Linked DNA regions of Pan troglodytes: region 1 is linked to region 2. A link is a contact called in public HiChIP or PLAC-seq data. All regions are on one chromosome and are shown on one strand. The core of a region is the stretch at or near the end of the contact, and the rest is flanking DNA. Distances in the headings are between cores, read along the strand shown. Region 1 holds the start of RIC8B (RIC8 guanine nucleotide exchange factor B). Region 2 holds the start of RFX4 (regulatory factor X4).

Region 1 (6,986 bases), core at 2,356-4,855, 190 kb after region 2:
GCTGGAGTGCAATGATACGATCTCGGCTCACTGCAACCTCCGCCTCCCAGGTTCAAGCGATTCTCCTGCCTCAGCCTCCCGAGTAGCTGGGATTATAGGCATGCACCACCAAACTCAGCTAATTTTGTATTTTTTTTTAGTAGAGATGGGGTTTCTCCATGTTGGTCAGGCTGGTCTTGAACTTCTGACCTCAGGTGATCCACCCGCCTTGGCCTTCCAAAGTGCTGGGATTACAGGCATGAGCCACCGCGCCCGGCCAAAAAAATAACTTTCATATTGTCAGGTTATTTCTCAAAGACTAATGAGTTACATGCACATGAGTTTGGGGGTCTATCAAAAAAACCAGTTCAGTGGTAGATACTCTATCAAAATATTGATCCAGTGGTTCTCAATACTAGCTGTTTATTCAAATCAACTGAGAAGCTTTTAAAACTACCAGTATCCAGATTTCACCACAGATCAACTGAATCAGAATCTTTGGAGGTATGCCCAAGGAATGATTTGCATATATCATATTGATATTTGATTTGCACATATTGATTTTCACATCCCCACTCTTCATAATAGATTTTTCTAAAGAATTAGCATATTTAAAGGTGGTTTTGTTTTTTCGAAAATCACAAAATTTTAGAACTGAAAAATTTAGAACTGGAATAATATCTGGATCAATCCCTTAGTTTAACAGCTAAGGACACTGTGGGACAATCCAGCTATTATTTCAGTTCTAAATTTCTAAACCTCAAGAAAGGCTGAGTGGCCTCACATAGTGAGGTGGTGGTTGCTGAGTGACAAGTCATATCTTGAATTAGTGGAATTCTCTGAACTCCAGTTCTGGAGCTGTAGCCAATAGACCAAACTGCCAAGGCTTTAAATTCTGCTTTCTCCTAAAGAAAATGTATTCAAAATATTACAACAGTTGAATTTTAAAAGCTGTTAGCACCAGGTACTCACTAAAGACCTTCGGTTTGGCACATTCCAACTAGCCCATTGTCATGGCAAGAGGAAATGCCACAGCAGGATATATCAAAGTCCAAAATAAATGACTAGTATCTATTTGCAGGCTTTTTCATTGGCCCTAACCTGAAAGTCCATAATATTTTATGTTATCAGAGCCCAGGGTGCTTCTAGCCCTTAACTATACCACTTATTAGCAAACTTCCTTGCTTATGAGCCAGCTAATCAATACTCTGAACTTCCCTTTTCTCTGTAAAAAAGAAAATAGTGCCTCTTATTGACCTTGCAATTTCAGCTATAGTAAGGATTAAATCAAATAATCTACGTGGAGATATTTTAAGAATTTAAAATCTCTATCCATAGATATATCTAGGATTACTATATTACTGTTTCTATGAGCAACGACTTGTGAAAAAATATTTGTTGCTTTGATTACCAAGGCTCTAAATATTAATTCCTTGCTATCATGCCACTCAAGCATCACCAGGAAGTGAAGTCAGAACAGGACTAGAGTCTCTAGTCCCTGAAAGTATCCCGTAACTAATATTCAAGGAGGTAAAGTGATGTAGTGACCTAGGACTCAGCTAGTCTAGGCTCCATTCCCAGAGTCTGCTATTGACCTTGGACAAGCCACTTAATTTTTCTGGAACCAGAGTCTCGTCAGTGGTCAAAAGATGACTTGAATTAGAGTCAAAGATCCCTTTGAGTTATAAAATCAGAATACGAACATTTAATTAAAATTACTAAAGTACAACTTCCCAAGTCATTAATTCATCTGGTTTTACATTTTTAAAATCTCTTTTTAGAAGTACAGAGTTGGAGACTAAAAACATAGCCTATTTCTGGCAAACAGACACTTCAAAGACATGTGTCTGAAATGTCAGAGACCTTCTAAAAGAATTCTAAAGAGAAACATCTCTACGGAAATAAGATACTTTGTGCTCGTTTAATATCGTCTCTGGGAGACCCTTGCTCCAAAAATAAATATATGGATACCCCCAAAGCACTTAATTCTGTACTGGACACAGAGCAGGCACACAAATACTTTGTTAACAGCTCTCAGTTTTTGTCCCAGTTCTTGCTACTTAACTCATCTGACCCTGTTTTCTTATCTATAAAGTGGGAACAATACCTTCCCCAATGATCCATTGAGATTAGAAGTATTAAAAAGTTCTGTAAACTGTTAAAAACAATCGCAAGATGTTACTATTAGCTTAGAAAATTAGCTAACTATTCCATGACCTTACTAAAATGTGCTTTTTGGAGAGATGGATTAAAATCTTTCTGACTTAATTTATTACAGAGCACCTACCCCAATGCCTGACTCAAATATGCTCAATAAATGTTTGCTGCATGGAAAGTATAATATACAGAAAGACCAAAAGCTCCATAAACTCAGGTCCCATGTTCGTTCTTATTTCCGAATTCCCAGTATCTAGCAGAATATCTACCACAGCATAGAAGAAATTCAATCATTAGATAAATAAACTTTTGCCCCCTCTAGTTCCTCTTCAGCACAGCTCAAGAGGGAGAGACTGGTAGGGGAGACATCAAGGATGATTATGGGTAAAGGCTGCTTGGAATGGAAAACTTGAAATTACTTGGAGAATTCATCCACTTTCCATCAAAAAAAAAGCTTGGGAGAGCAGAAAGAGCACAGGCTCTGAGTTCAAATTCAGTTTCCAAAAATCTGCAATTTTGATAAATTAACCAACTAACCTCTCCAAGACTCAGTTTCCTCATCTTAAAATGAGAATAACTCATATGGGTGCTCACTAGAATGGAAGCTCCATGAAGGCAGGGACTTTACTTTGGGCCCACTGTATCCACACTGCATTTAACAGCACCTGGGCACAGCACAGGCTCTCAAATATTTGTTGAATGAATGTGTATGAAATTGATTGAGCTAACACAGGTGAAGTATTAACAGAGTGCCTGACACGTAATTACCACCGGGGCAATGGGAACCTTTGTCATCACCACCACCGCTACTGTATCGGTATTATTACAGTTCCCGGAGGTCGCAGAGCGGCCGCTTCGGGGGGAAAGGCCTGGTTTCAAACCTCGACTTTCCCATTCTCTGGCCGTGTGACTTAGGATAAATTACTGAAACTATTCGGGTTCCTTTTTATTTCCACAAAAATTTGTGTTGGGATAATTAGAGGATATAGGGAAATTACCTAAGAGAGTCTGGAGCCCCGGGGGCACGAGATGCATGCTAGAGATTAGTATTAAGGCAGAAAATCGCCGAGTCCTCTTTTATCCAGATAACTGCCTTCGATTATTTCCCACATTACTGTAGCTGAGTACATAACAAGAACGCAAATAAGGGTGGAAGGAATTCCCGAGACCGAAACCGCTAAATGAGAAAAGGGAATTAAACCGTGCTTGACAGTTCCCACCAAGGGATGGCAGTTTCCGCGACCGTCGGCCAGTCCAGCCAGCCCAGCCAGCCGAGACTGGAGCAGGACAGTCAGCGACATAAGGAACAAAACCGAAGCAGACGCTTAGACCCTCCCTCTAACGGTCTCCCCGCCGCCGGCCTCAGGCGGCCGCCAGACTCCCGTTTCCGGCCCTCGCGGTACCACAGTTCCCAGTATGCCCTTGGCGGGAAGTCTTTCCGGCTGGATGACTACTAATCCCAGCATGCCATTCGGCACGCCAGTAAATTAGATGGAAGAACGGGATAGCCCCATTGCATGCAGGGAATTGCAGTCCATTTAGCGGCTGGTTCATAGATGGGCGGGGAAGAGCCGGGTTGCTCTAGTCCTTTGAGAATGATTCATAGAGGAGGGTCAGGAAAGAAGAACGGTTCAGTCTGTGAAAGCCCCCTTAAAAGACTGGACAGTTCTCCGAGGGAGGGAGAGGCAGGAGAGCAAGCAGGGCCTTGGGCCTGACTCCGCCTCGGTCCGCTAGCCAGGCCTCGACCGAGTCCTGGGCCTTGTCGGGGGCGGCCGTGAGGCGCCGGTTGCTGGGGGAGCGGTGACGTCGCGGGGTGAAAGTTGAGGGGCGGTGACGTCGGGCCGGCCCGGGCGGAGGCTGGCGGGTTGGAGGCAGGACGGAGGGAGGGAAAGAGGGAAGGAAGGAAGCTGGGAAGGAGCGAGCGGGGGCGCGAGGCGTTTACCTGGAGGCAGCGGCTTGGGCGCGCAGAGCGGCCGCGGCTCCCCCGCACCTGCGGCCATGGATGAGGAGCGCGCCCTCTACATCGTCCGGGCCGGCGAAGCAGGGGCTATCGAGCGGGTCCTGAGGGATTACAGCGACAAGGTAAAGAGTCCTGGCCCCGGGCGTGCGGTATCGCACCCCCGGGCCGCCCTCCGTGCTTGCACATCGCATCCTTCCCCACCCCCCTCATTCCGGGGATGCGCATTGCTCTCCCCCGAAAACGTTTCCGGCTTGGGCATGCGTGTTTGTGCCCCCAGCCTTTTCCATCCATGCATCCTGCATCCCACTACCCCCACTGTAGCGCCCACTCCTCTGATTCCTGGCCCAGCAGCTTGACCTCCGGTCCTCCTCTCAAGCGTGCAAGTCACACCCCCGGAATCCGTAGATGTGCATCTGTGCCCCGTGCCCCACTCCTGGATGCATAAATGCATGAGAGGCTTCCTCACCTGTATAGCATAAAAATACGTGCTTCCCTGCATAAACACGGCCCGTGACATGCATCAGATGTATCAGCAACGATGGCAGTTTCTATACCTTTAGCACTGTACGGTTTTCAAGGCATTGATGTCTCATCTATGGTCTCCTTTGATCCTCAGAGTGTTTATAGGGTAGATGGTATCATCCTCCCCATTTTATAGATGAGGAAACCGAGGTGCAAAGAGCTGAAATCACGCCCAAGGTCATGGACATATAATGTTGTAAGTGGGTGGAGAATGTAACTCCTAATGATACCTGTTATTTGTATCGCATTAACAGCTTTCCTATCCATTATCTCATTTAATCTTACAGCAATCCTGTGAGGTATTATCTGCATTTTGCAATTGAGACTCTAGATTGGTTAAGTAACTTGCCCAAGGTCATACTTGGAGCTGGTATTCCAGTTTAGTTATTTCCACTTTACAACTCTGCGTAAAAGAGTATCTTGTTATAAATCCCAGTCACTTCTCAGAACCTCTTTCCAAGAACCGTTAGCTCTTCATTACTTTTCCTTCCAGGAATTTTACATGCTCACTTCAAAAGATAGCCTACCACACCTTTATCCGTTGGTTTAGAAGACTGCTTTATAGGAATGACTGGCGACTCCCTTCTGTGAAAACACACCCAACACCAAGTCACAACCTAGCTGTTAATGTTTTTCTTTCTTTTGCCCCCGTACATCGTCTCCCCTTCAGTGTTTGCTTTGTGTCCACCACTGCATCCATCCACTTTGTATTACTGACAATTTGTGTCTTATTTTTGAATCTTTTCCACCCGGGGCAGAAATGGCATACTGGTGGCTGAATTCCCGTTTAATCTTCCCAACAACCCTGGGAGGAGAGTGATGGTATTCCCCAATTCACAAATGATAAAATTTAGAATGATAATGTGGTCCCAAGTCCACACAGCCACTGAGAGATAGAGCTGAGATTTGAATTTAGGTTGTCCAACTCCAAGTCCAGCGCTCTTTCTGCCGTACTGTGTTGCTTTCCTTGGGAAGATTCATAGGTTCTATCTATTCATATCTTAGCTCCTTCACTTTCTGATACGCTTTATTGTTGAACATGTCTGCCTAATTTAGGAATAACTCATTCAATGCATAGTTGTACATATTGTGGAGATTATGATTTAACCCGATTTATTACTGCTTTCCAGAAAAGATATAAGGCAGCTTCAAACTGATTTTCAGAAGCAAGAAATGCAAAGAGAACTTGGCCATTTGTTGAATCAACTAATGTTTATTTAGCACTTACTATATGCCAGATACCCAGCAATAAATAGGAATTTGTTTCTGTAGGGGAGGAAGGAGGAAAAACCTTCAACTGGATATAATCACGTTCTTTAATATTTCTCCTTCCCTTTATGGCTAAACTAATTAGACTCCAGATTTGCTTCCTCCAATTTATCTCTTCTCATTGGTCTCCCTCCAGATTGGTATCTACTTACCACTCCTGGCCAGGTGCTGTCAGAGCTTAAATCCTGAACATCTCCAGCTCCCCTTTTGTATTGGGAATGTTTTTAAGGTTGTTTTGCATGGTGTGTCTTGCTTAAGGTGGTATCTGAAGTGTTTCAAAAGATTCCCAAACACTTGTAATTTTGGGATCAAGCCTGAGAGTGCTCTGACTAGATGTGAACTGGGTCAGTTAGCTCTTTCAGAAGAAAGCGCTCCCTTCTTCTTTTTTGGAGACAGGGTCTGTATCTGTCACCCAGGCTGGAGTGCACTGGTGCAATCACGGCTCACTGCAGCCTCCATCTCCTCCCCCCGCCGACCCTCCCAAGTAGCTGAGACTACAGGTGCGTGCAACAGCACTGGGCTAACTTTTTAAATTCATTTTTTGTAGAGATGGGGTCTCACTGTGTTGCCCAGGCTGCTCTCAAACTGCTGGGCTCAAGCAGTCCTCTCACCTTGGCCTCCCAAAGTACTGCGATTATAGGTGTAAGGTACTGTGCCTGGCGAGAAAGCTCTCATATTTAATACTGACTGTAGTAGGGCCAGTATAGTAGGGCTGATTATAATACAAAGAAAATGGCTGAACATCATATTGCAGTGAGGTTTTGCCCCTCAAAGGGAGAGATTTTGAGAGCAGATGAATAGGAAGTGAATGTATGATCATAGTGGTTCAGGCAGTAAGAATGGGGAGGTGGAATTAAATTGCCCAGCTCTATGGTATATGGAATTTGGAACCCTGAAAAAAATAGTTGGGTACCATATACTTCAGTTTCCTTATCTGGAAAAGTGGATTTGAGAAATGTTTGGATTATGAGGTGATTATAGGGCATTGAGGAGTCCAACAGAGAGACATGAATGCTGTAGAGAGAGAGAGACCGGTTCGTTATTTGGGAGAGTAGTGGAGAGGTTCTTTATGCTACCTTATACCTCTAATAAAGCTAGT
Region 2 (6,429 bases), core at 3,475-5,974:
TAACCTCTTTGTGCCTCATGTAAGTGGGTATAATAAAAGTACCTCACAGGATTTTTGTGACAATTAAGCCTTAGAACTGTGCCTGATTCTTAGTAAATGCTTAATAAGCATTAGCTATTATTAGTAATAGTCTTACCATTTTAAAGGAGAAGACATTAATATATCAAAACCCTACTTATAGACTTGTCTTTCCCCTTTAAGATGGTAAGACTATTACCAACAACTTTCAGTGGCTTATAACAACGAACATTTATTTCTTGCTCACAGTTCTGTGGGTCCCTGGGGAAAAGGGGAGCTCTTCAAACTGCCTGGCAGGTCCTGGTTGGCTCCATGTGTCTCTCGTTCTAGGACCAGTGACTACTTGGGGTTCGCTCAAGGCAAGTCAGGAGTCCAAGAGTACTAGCCAAACTACCCCCAGGACATGTAAGGCCTCTGGTTTCATTTAACATATGCTGTCCGCTCACATTCTGTTGGCAAAAGCAAGCCAATAGCCAAACCCCAAATCAGCGGGAAGGAAAGCCAGAGTGGGCCAGAGAGGGAAGAGAGAATTATGAATAAGTAATACCATCTACCACATCAGACAAATAAATAATTACAATGAAGTGAGTGCTGGGTTTGGAAAGTACAGGGACTGTTGAGATTACAGCAGTGGAGGCAGAGCACACCCCGTGATCTAAAAGGGATCCGCCCTGCACCTTCCTCTTTCATGCTGCTCGTTCATCCATTCCAGGGGATTCAGCAGCCACCCAGGTCTGCACAAGCAGTGCCAACTCCACACCTTTGTGGGTCTGCCTGGCTGTCATTGCCACTGGGCTACTGGGAAGTTTTAAGGGCCCTTCAAACCCTTCTGTCTTGCTGCCAAGTCTTCCCTCCTCATGTCACATCCTCGTACCAATAGCTACTCATTGCTCAAGTCAGAAACCTGGGAATCCCTTCTCCCTCCCCATCCCTGGCCACAACTAATCAACATCAAGCCTGGAAATACAGCTTCCTTGGTATCTCCTGAACCCTGCCCCTACTGCCATGTACCTGTGTCAGGTCATCCTGATCCCTCCCTCCCACCCCCTCCTGCAACCAACCCCCATCTGGCCACCACACAGCTTGAGATCTCTTCACATTTTGTGATCTCTTCAAAATGTAGATTTAGTCCTATATGCACCAAACCCTTCTAGGGTACATTTCTTGGCATGGCCCTAGCTTACCTCCCCATGAAATGGCCTGTTAATCCTCTCTTCCTCTCTTGGGTTCCATGTGCAGCCAGGCCAGGCTCCAGTCCCAAACACACTCCACAGGTTCTCCTCTTCGCCTGTGCCTCTGTTTGTAACACCCTCAACCCCCTTGTCTGGCTAATTCAGCTCCTGGGTCACCACTTCCTCCAGGAGGCCTGCCTTGACACCAGCCTCCGAGGATCAGTCACATTGCCCTCTCTTTGCTCTCATAGCACCCACAATTTCCCCATCACCCCCTCCCTGCCCCTGTGCTATGTTCTATTGAGATTTCAAGCCTCTGCAGGATAGGAATTGGATAATTCATTACTGTGTCCACAGTGTCTGTCAAGGGCAAGAGAGCCACACAGAACCCCAGTAGTTCTCCTAAAAGTGGAGACGACAATAATATGTATTAGTTGTGTTGTGAGGATGAAATGAACTAATGCGTGGAAGACGCCTGAACCCGTGGAAACACATAATGAATACATTAATAGTAAATGGTAGCTATTACTATTTATGATGTTGACAGCATTAAATCTAAGCAAACATTTTATTGAAGTATGAAATACATTCCAAAAAATGCGCAAAATCACAAGTGTCACAGTCAGTGAATTGTCACAAATGACACCCTTGTGACTAGCCCCTGGATACCATTACTTTTAAGCTCAAATGTCAGCTTCTCAGAGAGGCCCTCCCTTGACTTCGTCTCCACCTCTTAATTCTATGTTGTATATATTATCTGTTTCCCCTCACTCCCATGTAAGCTTCAGGAGAGCAAGTTTTTTTTTTTTTTTTTTTTTGGTCTATTTTGTTCACTGATGTAGCCTCCGCTTCCTAGAATAGTTCTGGACACATAGTAGATGCACAGTAAAAATTTGCCAAGGAACAAATGAGCGATTATTATTTTCATTTCTTTAAGCTCCCAGGCGCTGCAGCATGGTCATGCCCGAGAACTCGTGCCATCCCAGGTGAAGCAGCGCTGGGCCGGGACCAGCCGCACCTGGCCCGGCTCTGAGCTGTGCTGGGTTGGCTCCGGGTTCTTCCGCCTCACTCCTGGCCTGTGAGCCCGGCTCACCTCACCCTACCCACCTCCACTCTGCGTGCAAAAATTATAATAATAATAGCAACAATAATAGTCTCAAACGCCCTGGAGACCACCCGTGCCCCCGTGGCATCCCTCAAGGACTCTCCGGGCGGTGGCAGCCGCCCACCCTGGGGACGCGCTCCTTGCTGCCACCGGAACGCCTCTGGCCAGGCTCCATCTACGCGCTGTCAGACCCTCCCGCCGTCTGAAGAAGGCTTTTACTCTTCAGCCTATTCCAGTGGCAGAGAAGCTAAGGCTACAAAGGCGAACGCGAACAGTCAGATCTGACTTCGAATTCCGCTGTCATTGCTGCCAGGCGCACCACGAGGACGCGCGGTGACCGCCACCATGGCATTCGGCTGCCAAAGGTTTCCATCGACCTCTTTCCCATCACCAGCATCGCAGCGGGAAAGAATGTGCCTGGCGCCCTTCTAGGCACTGGGCATGGGGTGGTGAACAAAGTCCTCCAGAAATAAACCGGGTAATGAGCCCGGCAGCGGCCGGGGCAGGAAGGGACCTTCGCAGAGAGTGGTCAGGCACAGCACCCCCGAGGAGGCGACGCTCAGGTGAGACCAGGGTGACGCAAAGGTGTCGGCCGGTTAGGCACCTGTGAGGAAGGAGGAGCCGGCAGAGTGCCAAGTAGAGGGAACAGCAAATGCCCGGCTCCTTTTATAACCACTGCCTCAGTTATCTTCCCCCAAAGCTTGAGAGGGGGCAACTTTGCTACATTTCACAGACGAGGAAGCTGAGGCCCAGAACGATGAAGGAATTTACAGAGCTGGGATTCGAACCCCGCGCTACCGTCAGTCCATCCCGGGCTCTGTCCAGCCGGTACCGCGCGCCGCCCCCTTCCTCCCGCCCCGTGACCTTAACTCGGCACGTGCTGGCCCCTCGGGCTCCCCAGCCTCCGTACATTGTCCCACTCAGCTCTGATTGTGGGGAGGGGGCGGACCGAGGGGCGGGGGGCGTCTTTCCGAAGGATCGCGGAAAGCCGCGCGCAGCCAGGGGCCCGGGGTTAGAGACCCCCACTCCCGCACGGCGTTAGGGACTCCGCGCTTCCCCGCCCCCGCCGCGGCCGGCCGGCTCTGCCTCTGTCCATGGTCAAAGCACCCGGGGTAATCCGCCTTTCTCTTCCGCCCGCCGGGCCCCATTCATATTCTAATCACAGCGCGGCCGACCCGCGAACGGCCACTTTATCGGGGCCCGCAGGAGACGCAGCTTGCTCCCCCTCACTTCCACTTCCAGCACCCCCCGGCCCTCGCCCCCCTCTTTCTGCACTTTCAACTCCGCCGAGGAGGGGGTCCCTGGGAAAACCGCGTCCCCACTTGGATGCCAGGGCTTCTCACAAACTTCGAGGCCGACTGGGGGACGGCGGTGGGGTGGGGAGGGCAGGGGGAGGGCGGAGGAACAGAGACAGACAGACTGACAGAGTTACGGGAAGAGGCGGGGGAGGGGGGACAGTACAGAGAGACCGAGGGGGATAGAGACAGAGAGGGGCAGAGTCCTAGGGGGAGACAAAGAGAAGTGGAGGCAGGGTCTGGACAGAGACACTAGCAGCCAAGGAAGGAGAAATAGAGGGACAGAGACAGAGACACAGAGGACGAGAGGGACAGAGAGCTAGAAACAGACACCGGGAGACAGGCGGAGAGAGACAGCGAGATGGAAGGAGAGAAACAGGATGAAGGACCCAGGCCCAGAGGAAGACAGAAAGTTCTGGAGGAGGCGAACCAGCCACTCACCTCCTCCCCGCCTAGCGGCCTTGTTGCGCTCAGATTGGGGCATGGGGTCTTAGGGATTCAGTTCCCCTTCCCCACCCTTTCCCCTTCAAGCTCGCTTCACTCCCCCACGCGTGTCTGCGGATCCGCGTGTAAGGGGTCAAGACATACCCCCTCCCGCATTCCCAGGGCCACCACCCGAAATCTAACCCAGGACCAAAATGGGGGGTGGGTGGGGGCGCAAGAGAAGGAAGGGAGTGGGGCCCCACTCGTGGTAGCGCAGGCGACTCCCCAGGCTCCAGGAGTTCCCCGCGGCTCCCCCGCGCCCCGCACCCCCCTCCCGGCCTGCCAGCGCGGCGCGGGGCCCGATGGCGGGGAAGGGCCGGGAGGGGGAGGGGGCCACATCTAAGCCAATTTTGATTTCGCCTATAATGAGTGCCGGGCGAAGGCTGGAGAAGGCCTCTGGAACTTTAAATAAGAAAAACGTTGCTAATGCTATAATAGAAGGGGGAAGTCGGAGGGCTGGGATTGCGTCGCTCTGAGCCCCCCTTTTCGGAGGCGGCTTTTCTTATTCAAAACAGGCCCACAATGGGCTTCACAGTGCGCCTCGCCACGGCCCCATCTGACGAACGGCCATTCATCAGGCCGGCTGGCCTATCAATGACATTGCTCCCATCGGGGCTCCTATAAAATGATGCTTTTTCCCATGAAACATCCGCAAACATTTTGACGGGTTTGGCTTTGCCCGGCTGGATTACTGAGTGTCCCCTCGCTCGCTCGCTTTTTCTCTCTCCCCCTTCTCCGAGCTCGCTCCCGTCTCTCCCTCTCTCTCCTCTTTTCTTCTTTCTCTTTTCTTTCCTCTTCTTTTTCTTTTCTTTTCCTTTCCTCCTTTATCCTTGTGCCCCCTCACTTTCTGCGTCTCTCTCTCTCCCCTTCTCCCTCCCTCCCTCCCTTCCTCCCTGGGCATCTCTAGCACAGGGGATCCCCAAACATCAGGACTTTTGGGGGGCGCCTGTGCTGTCCATGGGAAGAGCATGCATTGTGGGTTACTGGAGGAACCCGACATGGATTCCACAGGTTAGTCCTACTGGCGGGGGGTGGGGGGATACATTGGGAGGGAAGGAGAAGGGAGAGGGGGAACTTTAGAAAGAAGTTGGGGAAAGTTCAGACGGGTCAACTTGACAGTGGAACCCCAAAGAATAACGCAGAGCTTGCAGAAGTTTTCAATTCGAGGCGATGTGTGTAACTGGATGCGTGGAAGTCTGTGTATAAGCGTGTGATTGTGTACGTGTGTGAGTGTGTGTGCGTGCTCGCGCGCGAAGGAGCGCGCTTTCGCTTGCCCTGGACACAAAGTTCCGTAAAGATGCGCTGGCTCGCGGCGAGCTCGAGGTGCCACTTGCAGAAACTTTGCCAGCCGACCGCCCCCTCCCGGACCCAGGTCCTCCTAGGGTATGGGAGCCTCGGAATAGCGGTGCGCTCGGGGTCTGGCGGCCAGGGCCGGGAAGCCGAGCGGAACGCCCCGAGGCGGGGGAGGGTGACGGCTTCGCACTGCGCCTGGGAGGTGGGGACCGAGGCTCCGGCTGGTAGAGACGCGCAGCTGGAGGGAGTGGCGGCGGCGAACCCGGTGGTCCGGGGGAATCCGCAGAAACGGGAGGTGGGAGTCCTGGGCTGTGGGGGCGGGCTTTTAGCTTTTCTGCCAGGAAGGGGCACCCAACGCCGGGCTCCACTAGGGAGCTGTGACCTTGCTGGAGGGAGGGCAGGACGCAGAGTGGCCCGCTAAACTCGGCGTTGGGGTCTGCAAACTGCTCTGCAGTTCAAGAGCTGCTGGGCGTCAGGTTTTGGGGGCGCGGCGGTCCTTAACAACGAAAAAAGGAGGCCAAGGAATCTTTCACAACGAAAACGCCTGGTATCTCGGTTCTTCCTCCAGTAGTTTTCGCCACCTCCCACTCCTAGCACCTTTGAAGAGCCGTCACACTTCTAGATCTGTTAACGCTCCCTAAGTCCCTTGCAGGTGGAAGTTCTCTTACAGTTCACCCCCTCCCCTAGGCTCATTCTTGCAACCCGGCTATTTTCATTTTGGCCCCGCTGCAGCCTCAGGATTTCTTAGGGTGATGAGTTCGGGGAGAGGCAGAAATAGGGCAGTGGACTCAGCCTGGGCCGTGGCGAGGTTTGAGAGAATGCCTGCAAGCATACGCTGCTGGGCATTGCAGCGCGGAGCAACAAGTGCCTTCCAGCCCCGGCCGTCCCCTAAGCCTCCACGTCCTTTCCTTGAGCAAATAAACAAATGCCGCACGAATGTCTCCCCAACTCCACCCCTAGGCAGGCTGGATATGGAAGCGGGGTGGGGGCTGGGGTCATCGGGGCATTGCCCCAGAAGGTCTTTCCTCGGTCCCTGCAGAAATATTTAAGGCCTCTCCAGGTT

Evidence for each region. HiChIP or PLAC-seq counts read pairs in DNA pulled down with a chosen protein or histone mark.
Region 1: an H3K4me3 HiChIP or PLAC-seq map of stem cell-derived excitatory neurons shows a contact between it and region 2, with 3 times the contacts expected there. The contact joins the promoter of RIC8B here to the promoter of RFX4 in region 2. A contact is called at or near these places in 2 of 7 Hi-C or Micro-C datasets (induced pluripotent stem cells and stem cell-derived neural progenitor cells) and 1 of 1 datasets of contacts at active chromatin or transcription factors (stem cell-derived excitatory neurons).

Annotation. Positions count from the first base shown.
Region 1 is chr10:113,579,230-113,586,215 of NHGRI_mPanTro3-v2.0_pri, forward strand. It overlaps RIC8B (RIC8 guanine nucleotide exchange factor B), which reads left to right and starts at 3,606. Exons shown (of 13, transcript XR_673594.5): 1 at 3,606-4,218.
Region 2 is chr10:113,387,054-113,393,482 of NHGRI_mPanTro3-v2.0_pri, forward strand. It overlaps RFX4 (regulatory factor X4), which reads left to right and starts at 4,725. Exons shown (of 18, transcript XM_001161826.7): 1 at 4,725-5,084. The coding sequence starts at 5,042.